3 separate regions of the Macaca mulatta genome follow, and all the other regions are linked to region 2. A link is a contact called in public Hi-C data. All regions are on one chromosome and are shown on one strand. Each heading gives the region's core, a stretch centred on a gene start, on an enhancer-like site or on the middle of the called end of the contact. The rest is flanking DNA. Distances are from core to core; before and after follow the strand shown.

The links. A called contact is a pair of places that touch in the nucleus more often than the background predicts.
Region 1: a contact with region 2 is called in a Hi-C map of fetal cortex germinal zone, with 2.6 times the contacts expected there. The contact joins the promoter of PLEKHH1 here to the promoter of VTI1B in region 2. A contact is called at or near these places in 3 of 14 Hi-C or Micro-C datasets (fetal cortex germinal zone, fetal cortical plate and liver).
Region 3: a Hi-C map of fetal cortex germinal zone shows a contact between it and region 2, with 4 times the contacts expected there. The contact joins the promoter of LOC710516 here to the promoter of VTI1B in region 2. A contact is called at or near these places in 2 of 14 Hi-C or Micro-C datasets (fetal cortex germinal zone and fetal cortical plate).

Annotation. Positions count from the first base shown.
Region 1 is chr7:140,707,768-140,710,467 of T2T-MMU8v2.0, forward strand. It overlaps PLEKHH1 (pleckstrin homology, MyTH4 and FERM domain containing H1), which reads left to right and starts at 1,442. Exons shown (of 30, transcript XM_077941193.1): 1 at 1,442-1,547.
Region 2 is chr7:140,850,362-140,853,061 of T2T-MMU8v2.0, forward strand. VTI1B (vesicle transport through interaction with t-SNAREs 1B) reads right to left here and starts at 1,333. Exons shown (of 6, transcript NM_001266359.2): 1 at 1,107-1,333. The coding sequence starts at 1,221. It overlaps ARG2 (arginase 2), which reads left to right. Exons shown (of 13, transcript NM_001261253.1): 13 at 1,107-1,334.
Region 3 is chr7:140,598,755-140,601,602 of T2T-MMU8v2.0, forward strand. LOC710516 (ADP-ribosylation factor 1-like) reads left to right here and starts at 1,328. Exons shown (of 1, transcript XM_077941210.1): 1 at 1,328-2,487. The coding sequence starts at 1,348. The coding sequence ends at 1,959.

The DNA.
Region 1 (2,700 bases), core at 192-2,691, 140 kb before region 2:
AGAACAGAACAAGAACCTATGTCCAAAAAAAAAAAAAGAAAAAGAAAAAGTGAATGAATGAATGAATGAATGTCTTCTTAGCAAAATCCAGAGAACTTGCTTTTGCGCTTCCTTAGGCAACTTCTGGAATGTTGAAGTGGGTAGCCTGAGCATTGTCCCACAAAATGGGGCTAATCTATCCCAATCCCCATGAGCTATAAAGTCGTTAGCAAGTTCAGCTGTTGAAGTCCCATTGGCCCAGTTAAACTTTCACTTTTGGCCTCCTGCACTACCAGCTTTCCTTAGTGTCTGGGCTCTCAAAACTTCTCCGTGAGAATTGCCTGGGGAACTTTAGTTAGAAATTCAGATTCAAAACCAGGGTGGGGGTGTGCTTCATGGTTCCTAAGATGAGTCTTCCAAGGACCATTTGGAGAAACAGGCCCTGCTGGTATTTTGCTTCCGTTCAGGCCTTGACTGACAGAGAGCCTGCAGGGTTGAGGAAGAAGGCTCTGTTTTGAAAGGTGGATCCCTCCCTGCAATCGTCTCTATTTGCATCCTCTTTACTCCATGTTCACCTAACCAAATGTTGAGTTTTCCAGCCTCTCTGGGTATGAGATTGCTTTGGGCGATCTGAGATTTGCACATGTCTGAGAACGAGGGGCACAGGGGCACGCTGATGACTGTCCTGCAAACTGCCGGGCAGGCGGGGTCCTCCTGGGCTCTCCTTTAAAATAATATATATATAAGCTGGCCCGGAGGCCCAGGCGGGACGATCACTTGAGCTCAGGAGTTCGAGTCCAGCCTGGGCAACATAGCGAGACCAGAGAATAAGTAAATATACATAAGCAAGTAAGTTACTCTCCGGGCTGTCGTAACTTCTTTTTTCTTTTTCTTTCTCCTGCAAATTGCAACTCAGAACATTTGGTCTGCCAGACTGAACTAAGGACTTCTGTTCCAAATATCCAGACGTTACAGTTCCCACAGGTGGCCAGGCAAATGCTAGAACCTTTGGCGGAGAGGGTCTGGTCTTGTCCCGCATCCCGCGAGGGTCCCCTCTATTTGGGGCCAAGCAGATCCCCGGGGCGCTCTGGCCGCCCCTTGCAGCAGCTGGTGCGGCCTCCTCAGAGAGCTCGGGGCCGCCGCCCGGGACACCCCGCCGCCCTCCCCGCCGCCCCAGGGACTAGCCCAGCGGTGCGGAGAGGTGGGAGGCTGGAGCCTGCTGAGGTCATTTCCTGTGCCTCTCCGCGAGCTGCCTGGAGAGCCGAGCCCAGCGCTCTGCCTTTAAGGAGCGGGCGGGGAGCCGAGGGGAGGAGGGGGCCCGGCGGAGCGTTGAATGGGGCGCCGCAAGGCACGGCCGGGCTTTGTGCAGCGAGCCCGCGGGCACCCCTCCCGCTCCAGTCTCGCCCCGCCCCGCCCCGCCCCGCCCCCCGCGACCCCTGCTGCGGGAGAGCGGAGAGCCGGCAGCCGCCTGGGACTCCGGCTAGAGCGACGCAAGGTCGGCGGCGGCGGCGGCCCGAGGGCGCCCGTGTGCCCGGTGCGCGGCGGGGACGGCCGCGAGCTCGCTGGAGGTGAGCGACCTGCGCTTTCGCAGCTGTGGTGGGCTGGGGCTGTGCCGCGGGGGAGGGCGTCAGGCTGCGCGCGGGGGACGGTCCCTCCGGCCGGGAGGACGATCCTGAGCAGGTGCCTCCCTACCTGGAAGCGAGCTCCCAGCGGCGGGGAGCGCTGGAGCTCGCGTCCGGCTTGGCGCCCCGGGCGCCCCTGTGGTCTCGCGCCGCGAGGCCAGGAGGAGCGTCCCCCGGGAGGACCTGGAGTTGGGGATCGGCCAGATTCAGTCGCTCCCGGGAAGGGCCCTTGGAGCGGACGTGCAGGCTGCCACCTTGCTATCGGTGCTCGCTCCCTTTCAACCCTTCCCGCACCCTTCCCCACCTCACCTTAGGTTATTTCTTCTGTGATTTCTGAGTGTTCTCTTAGGGACCTTATGGCTTAGGCTCGACTCTTAGGAGCAGGTCAGCCAAGCAGAAAAGAAAACAGGTTGGGCGCCGAATGACACAGAGCATTGTGTCCTAGGAGTCTTAGCGAGGACTCGGTCGCCAGGAACCAGGGGACTTAGTGGGGGTGGCAGAAGCGGTAAAGACCCTCATCTGGAAGGAAACTGGGATTTCTGCTTGCTAGGATATCTCCTCTATAGCTTTTACTATGAATCGACCTCATAAAACTCTTTCAAGACAGAGTCTTGGTTCAGGTAAAACACCTGAAAGACCATTTTAAAAATTAAGTAGGAGAGTTATCAGTTCCTTCATCAAACTTTTTGGACTGTCTTCTGTGTGACAGACACTGTGTATAGGGCTGGTACCATCACTTAACACTTTATAGAACATCGGTATTAGTGTTTCTGCATATTATTAAGTCCATTTTCCAAAGGAGGAAACTGGGACTCTGAAAAGTTGTGATTTAGGCCAGTTGCAGTGGCTCATGCCTGTAATCCCAGCACTTTGGGAAGCCAAGGCAAGAGGAGAGCTTGATGCCAGGAGTTCGAGACCAGACTGGGCAACATAGGGATACCCTGTGTCTACAAATAAATAAAAATTTAAAAATTAGCTGGGTGTGGTGGTGTGGGCCTGTAGTCCCAGCTACTTGGGAGGCTGATGATCCTGTCTCTTAAAAAAAAAAAAAAAGTTTGTGATTTGCTACGGTCACATAGCTAAAAAGGAAGAGCCATAA
Region 2 (2,700 bases), core at 83-2,582:
TGGGAAGTGGAGGCTGCAGTGAGCCGAGATCGTACCACTGCACTCCAGACTGGATGACAGAGTAAGACTCTGTCTCAAAAATAATAATAATAATAATAATAATAAAATAAAACTGAAGTCCCATCCCCTATTCCTTTACTCTGATTTATTTTCCTGTATTCTTTAACACTGCCGCTTAATAGTTATATATTGTTTATCACCTACCCACTAGAATGGGGACGTGCATGTCTTTTTCACTGTAATTTGCAATATTCACCAGCACCTAGAACAGTGCCTGGCACACAGCAGCCTCACAATAAATATATATTAAATACATGCATTTCATTCTCACCAGAGTCATTCAATTCCTATGACCTTGAGTAATTCGTTGAGCAAACACTCAAGCTCTGATCCTTAAATAAAAGCAATAAAACAAAGTTTTGTCCTTGCCATCAAGTTCTATATATCCGGAGGCCAAGAACTATATATAGCAGGTCTTCCTATGGATCTAGGGCCAGAAAACTCTAGCTCCTCCAGACAAAACTTGTAGCAACCTGAACCATGAAATGAAGGGGTAGTAAATAGTCTCAGCAGTAAAAACGTTCAAAACAAGACCACATCTAAACGCCACCATACGGTTTTAAAGGCCAGCTCTCTACCCTCCAATAACAGGTATATACCAACGCCCCAAATTATGACTCTTTTGGGTTTTTAACCCTTTTTCTGTGCTACAGATCCTCTGTCAGTCTGGTGAAAACTAGACCTGTCTTGACACTAGTGCTTCTAAATGCATAAAACAAACAAAAACAGCTACGAAAGAAACCCACGCTACATTACAGGACCGCAGATGTAAAAGCCCCTCTGCTCTGTTTGCCGCAGTGGAAAAAAACGAGAAAATGTGGAAGGCCATAGAAGGAACCCAGGGAACTGAACCCCGCGTCCCTGGGCGCGTCCCCAATTCACTCTCAGTGGCAGGGAGACCCGGGGTTGCGACCCAGCCAGCCCTAGGGGGCGTGTCTGAGGACGCGGAGGAAGGAGACGCGGGCCCGGGTCTGGGAGGAAGGTGGGGGAAAATTCCAAAGCGCGCGGGGCCGCGCTCCCCACGGCGTGGCCCACCCGCGCCTCACCGGTCCCAGCAGTCCCCAGCAGCCGCTCGGGCACCCCTTGTAGGTCTTCATGGAGGCCGCGGAAGATCTCGTGCAGCTTCTCGAAATGCTCCGAGGAGGCGGCGGAGGCGGCCATGGCGCAGGACGCGCTCGAGCAGCGGCCACCCAGATTCGGGGCTCTGGGCCCTCTCCTAGCCCGGCGGTCAGCCGCCCAGTCCCGTGGCCATAACGGCGACCGCCGCACCACCGCTGCCCAGGACGAGGCTCTTCCGGGGCCGCAGAAGGGTCCTCCCGAGCCGGAACGCCCACCCTCTCTAGCCCGTGATTGCGGGAGCGCCGGCGCGAAGGCCTGACGGGAAGGCGGCAGACTGCGCGGCCTAGGCGACTCCTGAGGGAGCGAGCGGGGCGAATGGTAGTCGCAGAGCCCGAGAAGTGCCCGGTCCGGGGTGGGGAAAGGCCGCAGAGAAAGGGCCCTAGGGGACCTGCGGGACGGGCAGCTCGGCCGCCTTCCTCCCAGGCCCCGCCGGCCGGCCAGGGGCGGGCGCTGCAGTGCACGCCGGGGGATGTAGTTTGACTCGGAGAGCGTCTGGTGCCGGAGTCGCGCGTTGCCCGGGGTGCCAGGTTTAGCCCGCCAGGCGACAGCGGGCTTCGGCCCGATTTGATGTGTGTTTGCGTCTAGACGTCGTCCTCACTGTCATCGCGCTTTGCTTTGCCACCCTGACCCGAATTCCTCATTTCGCGTCTTGACCGAATGTTAGCTTTAGGCCCTGGAAAGAGCCGGGCCGGGGGCTCTGCCTGCAGTCGGGAGGTGGAGCACTTTTCCTGGAAGGCCCAGCTGCTCCCCAAGCTTTCAGAAGTGGAACTTGGCCGGGCGAGTGGCTCGCGTCTGTAATCCCAGTACTTTGGGAGGCCGAGGTGGGAGGATTGCTTGAACCCAGTAGTTCGAGACCAGCCTGGTCACAATAGCGAGAGCACTACCGGAAACCCAAAATAGGAGCCGGGCAAGGTGGCGCGCACTTCTGGCCCCAGCTACCCCGGAGGCTGAAGCAGGAGGATTACTTGAGTCCACAAGGTTGAGATTGCAGAGTTCCCACCACTGCACTCCAGCTTGGGAGACTTTGCTCCCAAGTGGAGGGTGACCTTGTCTCCAAACAAACCCAAAAAACAAAAATTCAAAAGTGGAACCCAGTTAGGATGACCTCGAAATACTCTAGCTGCTAGGCTGCCTCGTGCACTTGTTCACAACAGGTGTTTGTCAAGCGTAGGCATTGCGAGGGATCTGGGCATGTTGGTGAATAAAACATTTACTCTCTGCTCCGAGGGAATTTATAATCTGGTGTGGAAGGTGGGCCTGGCTTCATTAGGTCTCATCTGCCACTAAGTGTCACTTGTTAACAATTACAAGGTCCTTTCCTGCACTCCATGGGTATAAATGCCGGTCTTCAGGTCGGGCATGGTGGCTCAAGCATCATCCCAGCACTTTGGGAGGCCGACGCGGGCGGATTACTTGAAGTCAGGAGTTCGAGACCAGCCTAGCCAACACGGTGAAACCCCCATCTCTGCTAAAATCACAAAAATTAGCCGAGCGTGGTGGTGGGCGCCTGTAATCCCAGCT
Region 3 (2,848 bases), core at 78-2,577, 250 kb before region 2:
AGTGGTGTGATCACAGCTCACTACAGCCTCAAACTCCTGGGCTCAAGTGATCCTCCTGCCTCAGCTTCCTGAGCAGCTAGGACTACAGGCACATACCACCATGCCTACCTAATTTAAAAAAATTCTTGTAGGCCAGGGACAGTGGCTCATGCCTATAATCCCAACATTTTGGGAGGCCAAGGTGGGAGAATCGCTTGAGCTCAGGAGTTCAAGACCAGTCTGGGCAACATGGTGAAACTCCATCTGTATAAAAAATTAGCCAGGTGTGGTGGCACATGCCTATAGTCCCAGCTACTCCGGAGGCTGAGGTAGGAGGATTGCTTGAGCCCAGAAGATGGAGGTTGCAGTGAGCTGAGATAGCACCACTGCATTCCAGCCTGGGCAACAGAGTCTCTAAAACCAAACCAAAAAATTAACAAACAAAAAGTTTTCATTCCTAGTATGAGCTAAACTATTTCTCCTGGCAAGACAAAGCAGGTGAACCACTTGGGATGATGTCCTTCCTTTCCAAAGGGGATTGGGAAGAATTAAGGCAATGAGAGGGGAGCCCTGCCTCCCAGGCACCAGCCTCAGGGAGGAAGGAACAGAGAGGAACCGGACCTGCTCTGATGGACAGGAGCTGGAATAGGACCACGAGAGAACCCACTTCCAGACACAGGGTAGAACCACAGCGGTGGGCATGTCTCTCCTGATCTGATGGGGTCCTGAGAGCCAGCCTGACCCTGTGGGCTCCCTCCCCGCCCCACACCCCACATCTTATCTGAGAAATTTTCTTTTTTTTTGGTGGAGACGGGATCTTGCTATGTTGCCTATTGGTCTCAAACTCCTGGGCTCAAGCGATCCTCCTGCCTCAGCCTCCCAAAGTGCTGAGATTACAGGCATGAGCCACCATGCCTAGCCAATGAAAAAATTTAATAACCGGCTTATCCTGCCTGAAACAAAACATCTCTAAGGGGTTTACTAAACACATCAAAACCCAAAACACACCCAGTATCTAACATTTAAAATATTCAGTATAACTCTCAGATTACCTTTTCCTGTGGAGAGACAAGCAGAACAACAGTCTCGAAAAGACTCCCCACACAAAGGAGACTACCGTGTGGTCCGACAGGATCTCTGGGCTGAGTTGGGCAGTTGCTGAGGAGGGTAGAGGGTTTGAGCTTCTCTCTTGGGGTTTTCAATGGTGATCTCAGCAAGGGAGTTAAGAATCAAAGCCCTGGGGCCATGGCTGTGAAACCTTTGAAAGTAGGAGAACCACTGTCCTGTGTCCTGTGGGAGTTTCACTGTCTGCTGCCTCTTCGCTGTCAGTGTGCCTCTTAAAACACAGATCTTGTGGGAGCGAAACCAATGCCTGGCTCGGAGCAGCAGCCTCTGAGGTGTCCCCGGCCAGCGTCCTTCCACCTGTCCACAAGCATGGGGAACATCTTCGTCAACCTCTTCACGGGCCTTTTTGGCAAAAAAGAAATGCGCATCCTCGTGGCGAGTCTGGATGCTGTGGGGAAGACCACGATCCTGTACAAGCTTAAGCTGGGTGAGATCGTGACCACCATTCCCGCCACAGGCTTCAGCGTGGAAACCGTGGAGTACAAGAACATCAGCTTCACTGTGTGGGACGTGGGTGGCCAGGACAAGATCCGGCCCCTGTGGCACCACTACTTCCAGAACACACAAGGCCTGATCTTCGTGGTGGACAGCAATGACAGAGAACGCGTGAACGAGGCCCGTGAGGAGCTCATGAGGATGCTGGCCGAGGACGAGCTCCGGGATGCTGTCCTCCTAGTGTTCGCCAACAAGCAGGACCTCCCCAATGCCATGAATGCGGCTGAGATCACAGACAAGCTGGGGCTGCACTTCCTATGCCACAGGAACTGGTACATTCAGGCCACCTGTGCCACCAGCGGTGACGGGCTCTATGAAGGACCAGACTGGCTGTCCAATCAGCTCCGGAACCAGAAGTGAATGCAGCCCCCCTCCCCCTCACTCCTCTTGCCCTCTGCTTTACTCTCATGTGGCAAACGTGCAGCTCGTGGTGTGAGTGCCAGAAGCTGCCTCCGTGGTTTGGTCACCGTGTGCATCGCACCGTGCTGTAAATGTGGCAGATGCAGGCTGCGGCCAGGCTTTTTATTTAATGTAAATAGCTTTTGTTTCCAATGAGGCAGTTTCTGGTGCTCCTATGCAATATTACTCAGCTTTTTCTTATTGTAGAAAGAAAAATCAACTCACTGTTCAGTGCTGAGAGGGGGATGTAGGCCCATAGGCACCTGGCCTCCAGGAGTCGCTGTGTTGGGAGAGCCGGGCACGCCCTTGGCTTTAGAGCTGTGTTGAAATCCATTTTGGTGGTTGGTTTTTAACCCAAACTCAGTGCGTTTTTAAAAATAGTTAAGAATCCAAGTCGAGAACACTTGAACACACAGAAGGGAGACCCCGCCTTGCATAGATTTGCAGTTATGGCCTGGATGCCAGTCGCCAGCCCAGCGGCTCCCCTCAGGAACATGAGGTGGTGGTGGTAAAGCAGACCGCGGTCAATTCTGCATGGTCACAGTAGAGATCCCCGCAACTCACTTGTCCTCAGGTCACCCTGCTTTCCATAGCCATGTGCTTATCTCTGTGCTCCCACAGTTCCCAGGGGCCAGGCTGGGAGCCCACAGCCACCCCACTCTCTCGCAGGCTGCCCCACCCACCTTCAGGCAGCCTATGGGACCCAGGGCCCCATCTATCCCTCGGTCACCGTGTGGCCACAGTGGGTCCGTCATCCCCAACACTCATGCTCGCTCAGACACTTTGGCAGGATGTCTGGGGCCTCACCAGTGGGAGCGCGTTCAAGCTGGGCAGGCGGTCCACCTAGACC